Regions from separate parts of the Zea mays genome. Here all the other regions are linked to region 2. A link is a contact called in public Hi-C data. All regions are on one chromosome and are shown on one strand. The core of a region is the stretch at or near the end of the contact, and the rest is flanking DNA. Distances in the headings are between cores, read along the strand shown. Region 1 holds the start of LOC100275017 (NADH dehydrogenase [ubiquinone] 1 beta subcomplex subunit 2). Region 2 holds the start of LOC103635990 (transducin family protein / WD-40 repeat family protein). Region 3 holds the start of LOC100281947.

The links. Hi-C and Micro-C count contacts between places; a contact is called where the count stands out from the background.
Region 1: a Hi-C map of endosperm shows a contact between it and region 2, with 3 times the contacts expected there. The contact joins the promoter of LOC100275017 here to the promoter of LOC103635990 in region 2. A contact is called at or near these places in 2 of 25 Hi-C or Micro-C datasets (endosperm and tassel).
Region 3: a contact with region 2 is called in a Hi-C map of ear, with 2.9 times the contacts expected there. The contact joins the promoter of LOC100281947 here to the promoter of LOC103635990 in region 2. A contact is called at or near these places in 3 of 25 Hi-C or Micro-C datasets (ear, leaf and tassel).

Annotation. Positions count from the first base shown.
Region 1 is chr8:139,680,512-139,683,211 of Zm-B73-REFERENCE-NAM-5.0, reverse strand. LOC100275017 (NADH dehydrogenase [ubiquinone] 1 beta subcomplex subunit 2) reads right to left here and starts at 1,424. Exons shown (of 4, transcript NM_001326463.1): 1 at 1,239-1,424. The coding sequence starts at 1,345.
Region 2 is chr8:139,871,970-139,874,708 of Zm-B73-REFERENCE-NAM-5.0, reverse strand. LOC103635990 (transducin family protein / WD-40 repeat family protein) reads right to left here and starts at 1,325. Exons shown (of 16, transcript XM_008658352.4): 1 at 773-1,325; 2 at 1-677. The coding sequence starts at 1,118.
Region 3 is chr8:139,630,783-139,633,482 of Zm-B73-REFERENCE-NAM-5.0, reverse strand. LOC100281947 reads left to right here and starts at 1,364. Exons shown (of 3, transcript NM_001371805.1): 1 at 1,364-1,702; 2 at 1,800-1,934; 3 at 2,018-2,515. The coding sequence starts at 1,464. The coding sequence ends at 2,234. LOC103635987 (protein phosphatase 2C 50) reads right to left here. Exons shown (of 5, transcript XR_004852098.1): 5 at 2,696-2,700.

The DNA of each region.
Region 1 (2,700 bases), core at 175-2,674, 190 kb after region 2:
GTGACAGTGAATTTCAATGGCAACAAATAACGAGGCATTTTGTAACTTGTGTGGTTGAACTTGTGTTGTTGAACTTGATCTGTTTCTTTTTATGCTAATGCTATTTGGTTTGTGAACTCAACTTATGTATGAACTTATTCTATATTTGAAATTCTATGTCTGAAAAGATGTTTCAACGTTCGTTTAAACGTTGAAAAGTTGGTTCATAACGTTTTAACGTTTTACCGTTTTAATAACCATGGGTCCAGCTTGAAAACAAAGGCAGCTTAAAGTTGTTGTTTTTTTGGCTTAATGCATCTATGCTCACACAGTAACAGAAACTCAACAAGAGTTAGTGATTGTCCAAATTACCTGTATCTCACAGAAAGGGGGTGGGGCTCAACAGAAGACTTCTAGAGCATGATTCAGCAGTTAAAAAAAACTGAGTTTTTTCCTTTGGTTTCTCGTAACTTGGGTCAATGAAGATGCGGCAAGATAAAATCTCAACTGCAGTAGCCTTTTCAAAGTTACTAACTGCTGACACTTAGAGATGAAAATTTTCCTAAAGTAGACAGTCCCGACTCCCAAACCTGGGAATATGTTTTGTTCAACTGGCTAAGGTTGCGAAAACAATGAAATGAATTGAATGAACTCATTTGATTAGAAGATGAAATAAGAATTAAAGGTCACTGTCAAACATGTTCTAACTAGAACGGGGACATAAAGCCATCGAAGGATCAGATTTACCCAACAAGACCTGAAACATGATGGAAGTCCAATTTGGCCATCCTAATGTCGCAAAGATGGTTAAGTAAAGGTAAGCACGGTTGCAGCGATGGTCATGGGTGCAGAGCTTCGGCTCTTGAATACAGCAGTCAGTCCAGAGTCCAGCCGAAACTGGATAGGTTTTACGGCAGCAACCCAACTCCATTTCCACGTCCCCAAATCGGATTTTCGCCATGCATATTGCGCCTGTAGTTTTGCTACAGTGCGCGCAAACAACGTCTAATCCCAACCCAATCGCACAATTTAGGAATAATCCATTAAAAATAACTGCTCACAGCATTTCCTGATCTACCGTGCGGAAGCCCACCGGCGAGGGCGAATAGCACAGGCCGCGGCGTTCAGTTTCGGGAAGGCAGGGAGGCGTCCAGGCAGGCAGCCTAGAATCGGTGGGAAGCTACCGGATTCGGAAGAAAATGACGGATCGGGGTGGCGAGATGGAATGGGAGGGGGAGCAAGGGGGTCCACATGCGTACCACATCACAGCGCAGAGGCCCTTGCCGGCGACGGTGTGCCAGCGCTTGTTGTGCGGGATGGTGTAGCCTTTGTAGGTGGTGCCGCCATGTGCGCCGCCGCCGACCATCGCCCGCCGACTGCTCCCCTCGCCTAGTCAGTCGTCGCGTGTCCTCGTGTCGGGTGGTGATGGTGAGGCCGCTGGATCTGGAAGCCCACCCATGTACCGCTGCCGTTCATGAAAGCCCAAATAGCAGATGGGCTGAAAGGCAGTGGTACATGGACTTGAAAGGTCTGGCCCGTGTGTACTGGGCCCTACTTAATGGAGCAGTAGAAGCTTCTCTAACTATGGTTTTAGTTGCGACAACGGGACTGAGACTAGATGGTCTCAGATAAGGTTATTTACTTATTTGGTTTAGAGTAAGATCTCGTTAGGTTCCTGTTGACGCCTTTTTGGAGGCGCCAATCACTTCAAAAGAACCAGCGGTGATGCTCTCTGGTCAGACGCGGACGGTTCGCGGCATAGGGCCGGACGGTCCGCGACCTGGCGCGAGGCGGAGGTGCTCTCTGGTCAGGCGCGGACGGTCCGCGGCGTAGGGCCGGACGGTCCACGACCTGGCGTAGGTGCTCGGGTTCCCTGCCTGACGGCCGGACGATCCGCGCCCTAGGGCCGGACGGTCCGCGCGTGCACAGGGGCGGCGGAAGATCGCCGGCGGCGCCTGGATCTCGCTCCCGGGAGGGACCCGTCGGGGAGGAGAGATCCTAGGAGTTGTCTAGGCTTGGGCAGGCCAACCTAGACTCCTATAATCGACGTAGAGTCGAGGAGAGGCGGAGAATTTGGGGATCGAGAGGCTAAACTAGAACTAGACTAGAACTACTCCTAATTATACAGGAAATAAATGTGAAATAGAAGTTGTATTGATTCGATTGATAATTACAAATCGGCCGTATACCTCTCTATTTATAGAGGAGGGGGGCTGGACCCTTTACAAACTAATTTCCGAGCGAATCCCGCGAATTTAGCTAACAACCGTAGCACAAAACTCGGAACCCTAATCTGTTCTGCGCACGCGCGGACCGTCCGGCCCACAGGCGCGGACCGTCCGGACCGCGGACCATCCGGCCCTAGGGCCGGACCGTCCGCCCTTCTCCTTTTGGTGTCGAACATATGCCCCCTGCCTTTTGGTGGAGTTGAGCGAACCAAAAGCATCTTAACACGATGTGATTACATCAGTTTTCTTAAGCATCTTGCCACATACTAGGATGATACTGCTTGAGCAAATGCCCATTCAAAGCCTTAGGCAAATCCTTGCCTTGCAATGTTTGTAGCAAATAGGTGTTACCAGACATTACCTGTTTTACTTTATAAGGACCCTCCCAGCTTGGCGACCATTTCCCAAACTTCCGGTCTTTATTCCTTAGAGGCAAGATGGTCTTCCACACCAGATCCCCTACTTGAAATGACTTTGCTTTGACCTTCTTGTT
Region 2 (2,739 bases), core at 76-2,575:
AGGCCCGGGGCCAAGACTTACAAGCCACTCACATTTACCAACCTGGCTCTCCCTCAAATCACCTGAAAACAACTTGAATCTACCTTGTTCGTCCCTTGACACAACGCTGCCAGATTCCATGGACCATCTCACAATAATATCAACTCCGAGGACTCCATTCAGAGTGTTGTTCACCTCTATTACTGCAATGACACTGAATGATATTAGCAAACCACGCTGCTTCTTCGACCTAGACACCTCATCCTTACTCCATAGCCGGACAGTCCCATCAAAGCAGCAAGTCATGAGGATCTCTCTCCTGATCTCAGACAGATCATGGGGGTATAACGAACAGGATCTCCACTGGATCATACAAACAGGCTGAGGATGCACAAGCTCAGCTTGCTCCAGCCCCCTCCTGGCATCGTTCAGAAACACAAGAACAGGCACACTGCCCTCGGCTGGAGCAAGAGCTGCCACTGTCGCGACAGGACCTTGCATGGAACAGGTAGTGGAGACAAGGGCTTGCGGCACCTGCGGTGTAGACCTCCAAGCGAGCTGCCAGGAGGACTCCAATCTTGCCCACATGGAAACACCTGCGCCAACTGCCACAATGCCATTGCCGCAGCCGGTCCAGGATACAGCAACGATGGCGAACGTCTCGGTGATAGACCATCTCAGGAGCCATCCAAACGAACCTGCAGGTTCCAATCTCCAAACACTGAACCGAGCCACAACAGCCGTCTAAGCTAACTGACGATGAGAATTTGAAGAGTTGGCCAGAGAAGCAGACCTGGAGAAGAGGCGGGCGCAGGCTGGAATATGTGTATAGAATTGTCTGTAGCGGCGGCGACCTCTCCGCTCCCGCGGCGGCACCAAGCAACTGCGGACACGGGGGCGCGGAGGTCGATGACCTGGCGGAAGAACGGGGAGCAACTGTCGTTGTTGTTGTCGTCCCGGCAAGGGGAGGGGAGGTGGGATACGACAAGGAAGGAGCCGGCAGCGTAGGCGACCCAGTGGAAGCCCACGAGGTCAGGGAGGAAGGCGATGGCGCGCGGGTCGCGGGTGGGCGCCGGCGGGATTAGATGCGGCGGACCGAGGGCGAGCGGCAGCGGCGGGAGCGCGTCTCGCTCCCCCATCGTCGTGCCGGCTGCTGCATGCGCCGCTGTAGCGGCGATGGTGGTGGTAGCAGGAGTTGCGTGGATCCCCCTCACCGGACACCGGTTGCCAATACCACGGTCGATCTCTGCAAAGCCGGCGACTACTGTGCGCGGTTGTGCACGGACATGGGCTACATTATTGCGCGGGCCACGGCCTAGGCTTTTTGGGCTACTACTTGTCTTCCAGTCCTGTATGGTGATTTGGTCCACCCTCAAATTATAGAGCGGAGAAAAACTTCTCTCTATTTTATTCATTTTAGTTTCTAAATTACTAAATACGAAAATTAAAACTATATTAGTTTCCATATTTAGTAATTTAGGAACTAAAATAAAATAAAATTGAGAGACTAAAAATTAGTCACTAAAAACCAAACACCCTCTAAGTTTAAACAGGGTCTAAAATATTTTAATGACTTTTTATTTTTATTCCATTTTCTATGTTAATTTTTGGAGTTTACTGTGTTTCAATTAAACTTTGTTAAAATATTTTAATCAACCAACTAATTTGTGGCTTTACTTAAGCTTTCTGATCTAGCTCAAAAAAGTCTAGTCTCGATTTACAATGAATTGATATTTGGACCTAATAACCTAACTTGTGTCTCAGCAAAACCTCACTTGATATAGGTGCCAAAATAGATTGATTTCTTCTTAAGAAATGCATGGAGGGAAGCAATTCACTTGCAACTGCATTATTGATTTGATAGAAGAAAAGTTGCATATGAGCTAGTTTGCCCACTAAAGTTATCTCTAGCAGACTCCCTATTTCACCTCCTATCATACCTCTTATTCCAAACTCTACTTGTAAACAGTGCAATCTACAGTATAAAACATTGTTTTGCATGCCCCTTTACATGGCTAGTTGGAGATGACCTAATAATTCATCCCTTCATTTTTCATGTAAAGGTCATATTGACTTTTTTATTTGATGTTTTATTAACTTTTAAAATTACTGGGCCTATTCGGTTGGACTTAAAGCCAACCATTACAACCGCTATTGTTGCCAACCAGTGATACAAAAGACATGTAGCGTTGTTGTTGGTCACTTGTTTCCAATTGCTGTATGAAATCAAAAACAAGGCAACACAAGGTTTAAAAAAGTAGAAACCTTCATCCTTGTGTTGTTGTCTCTTCGGGATAACAACTCAAGGACGAAGGTTTGGTGTAATCAAATGAAATACACAAAGCATGATGGAGTAAAATATTAGAACTCATCTCATGTGCCTTAGCATCTTATTTCTCTTCGCATACACTAGTTTACAATCGTACCTTCGGCTTCTTGATGCAAGATACGTTGAAGGTGTTTCAGAGGCTAAGATGGACGAAGCTGTAGCACCTGGCTAAAGGTACTTTATGCGGGATACTGTTCATATATTTATAGGGGAAACGAACCGGCCTAATACAGGATTACAGTTGTTGCCTTCACAATTTACAAATGCCATTAGGGCAGTAGCATATTTTCTTCATTTTTGACTGTATGGGTTCAGGCCTTCGAAGCCTTCTCCTTTGGCCTGCACTCGAAGTTCCTCCGTTGTTGCTGAAGCTATCGTCTTTGGCTTGCGCCTTTCACTTGTGTGTATGCGTGAAGCTTCTTTTGCACACC
Region 3 (2,700 bases), core at 115-2,614, 240 kb after region 2:
CCACCACGGCACGGGCCGTCGTCGTCGGCCAACCTTCGGGTGGCGAGAGAGAGCGCGGCCCGGGTGGAAGCTTCTGAAATCAGGAAACGGTGGCGGACGATTTTGCCGTGGCCGTCGCTGTCTCAGTCTCGCTCGGGTTAATCGGGGGCGGTGGATCACGGCATTTTGTCCGTATCTCAGCAGACGCTTCTTTCTCGATCGAGCATGCATAGTACTAACACTAGCAGGATGTATGTAGCAGGATGCATAGTGCAAACATGGTAGCTTAGCTTAGCTCGACGGTCATCTAATCTACCCACCTGATGAGTGGGCAGGGCACACATGGTCGATGTGTCACACGTGCGCGTCGCTCTGAGAGGTACACATACACATTGCATCTATCTGCACCCGCCGGCGGCCCCACGTGGCCTGTGCTAGTAATAAGCATGTGCTCGCCACCATACCACCAGGGGGGGGGCACCGGCGGCCGACCGATCCATGCAGTGAGATCACGTAGAAAATCCAGAAGACACGGCGAGCTGGAGGAGTACATCCTCACTCCCCCGCGGAATTCGGCCATTTATATCGGTCGGTAACACAGCAAGGCATGGAGATGAAGCTAGGCTGCGAATAAATCCACCCACTCCACGAAGCTGCGCCGAATCAGTCCATGGCTGGCTGGGGCTTCTAGATCCATCACGGCGCACGTTTCAGCTTGGCTTTGCGTTGGTTACCCGGCCAATCTTGTTTTGTGTTTGAGATGGACCAAGAGTGAGGGCCGGCGACGTGGATCCGATCGAGTTGAATATATATGCGGCGAGAGCAGCGACCTTTGATGACATGTGAAAAGGACGTCTCCTCTTGGGTGGCCGTTCCGCTTCATCACACGAATACAAATCATGCATACGGCGATGTATATATGGTCGAATTAAATTTACACTCTCCCGGCCAATACAAGCAGCACATGCATGGTGCAATTCATCCATCAGTCCATGCAACATGCATATACGATACGGGTGTTCCGGGCGCAGCCAGCAGTCGTGGTCCCAGCAGAGCAGTGAGCAGAGACGGCAATTGAAAACTCCTCGAACAACTCGAAAGCGAGCTCCCCACCGGCCCACCCCGCACGGCACTAGCTAGCTACGACGTGGCGAAGACCCCTTCAAGTCGTGGCTCTCCCTCCGCAGACAGACACACAATTCCGCCCGCCCCCGCTATAACTATAAGTGCCACGCCGGGCGCGCGAGCGGCGGCGACCCGCGCAGCAGCTCCGAACCTTCTCCCAGTCCCAGGCAGCCAGCGCAGGAAGCTCACCGGGAAGCCGGTGCAATCACACACCACACATCCCCGCTACAAATCCCAGCCCCCGGTCGACATCCCTCCCACTCCTCCCCCATGCGCACCGGCACCGGCACCGGCAGCTCACCGATCCCCGGAGCCGCTACTATAAGTACAAAGCTTCCCCGGCGGCGGTCCACCCGGCCATGGCGGCAGTCGGAGCGCGCCCAGTGCTGTACCACCACCACCCCCACCCGGCGCCGGCGGGCGGCGCCCCCGCCCCCATGTCCTCTTCCTACTTCTCCCGCGGCGGAGGCAGCTCCAGCCCCGCGTCCAGCCTCTCCGCCGCGCACTTGGACATATCCGAGTTCCTCTTCGACGACGCCTCCGTCGTCGTGCCGCCGGACGCCAGTGGTGGCGGTGCGATCAGCGCAGGCGGCGCTGGGTGAGTGGCGTGCTTGGCACCTGTTTCTGCTTTGGGCCTTCCGTTCATTGGTCTGAACCGTACCCGGCGGCGGGCTGTGCCTGTGTGGGCGTTTCAGGAGCGCGGCGGCGCCGGAGCGGCCGCGCACGGACCGGATCGCGTTCCGGACGAGGTCGGAGGTCGAGGTCCTGGACGACGGCTACAAGTGGAGGAAGTACGGCAAGAAGTCCGTCAAGAACAGCCCCAACCCAAGGTAGCTAACTGTGTGCGTCCCAATTTACAACACCACACGACTGGACTGCTAGCGCACTCACTTCACGACAACTGTTCTGTCAGGAACTACTACCGGTGCTCGACGGAAGGGTGCAACGTGAAGAAGCGGGTGGAGCGGGACAGGGACGACCCCGGCTACGTGGTCACCACGTACGAGGGGACGCACAACCACGCCAGCCCCAGCACGGTGTACTACGCCAGCCAGGACGCCGCCTCCGGCCGCTTCTTCGTCGCCGGCACGCAGCCGCCGGGGCCGGGGCCGGGCTCCCTCGTCAACTAATATTATCCATCCCGACGGCCGTGTAATAAGATGTACAGACTCTGTCCCAATGGATGTTGGACCCGATTCTTAGTTACATCTTGTATGCAGTGCAGGTGTGGCTGAACGCTCCCCAGGCAGGAGGCATCAGTCGCAGCCCTTGGCTACGCCGGCCGTGCCACCAGGCCCTAGCCATGTTTGCAGACTCCGCATGGGTAGGCACTGAAGCAAACTAGTAGACCTTTTTGGCTCTTGTACACAAACTGAACTATATGAAACTTTGGTACTACTTTTTTTTCCCTGTCAAATATACCCCCTCCGGCCTTCCATTCATCAGGTATGTTTGTATGAGATTGCAAGCCCAGTGTGTGTGTGTGTGTGTGTGGGAGTTACAATATACACGCTGACACACCAACACCAAACTACACACTGGACCCTGGAGTACAAAACTGTCATCTGATACAGCGATGGGTAGAGAGGCCTTGAA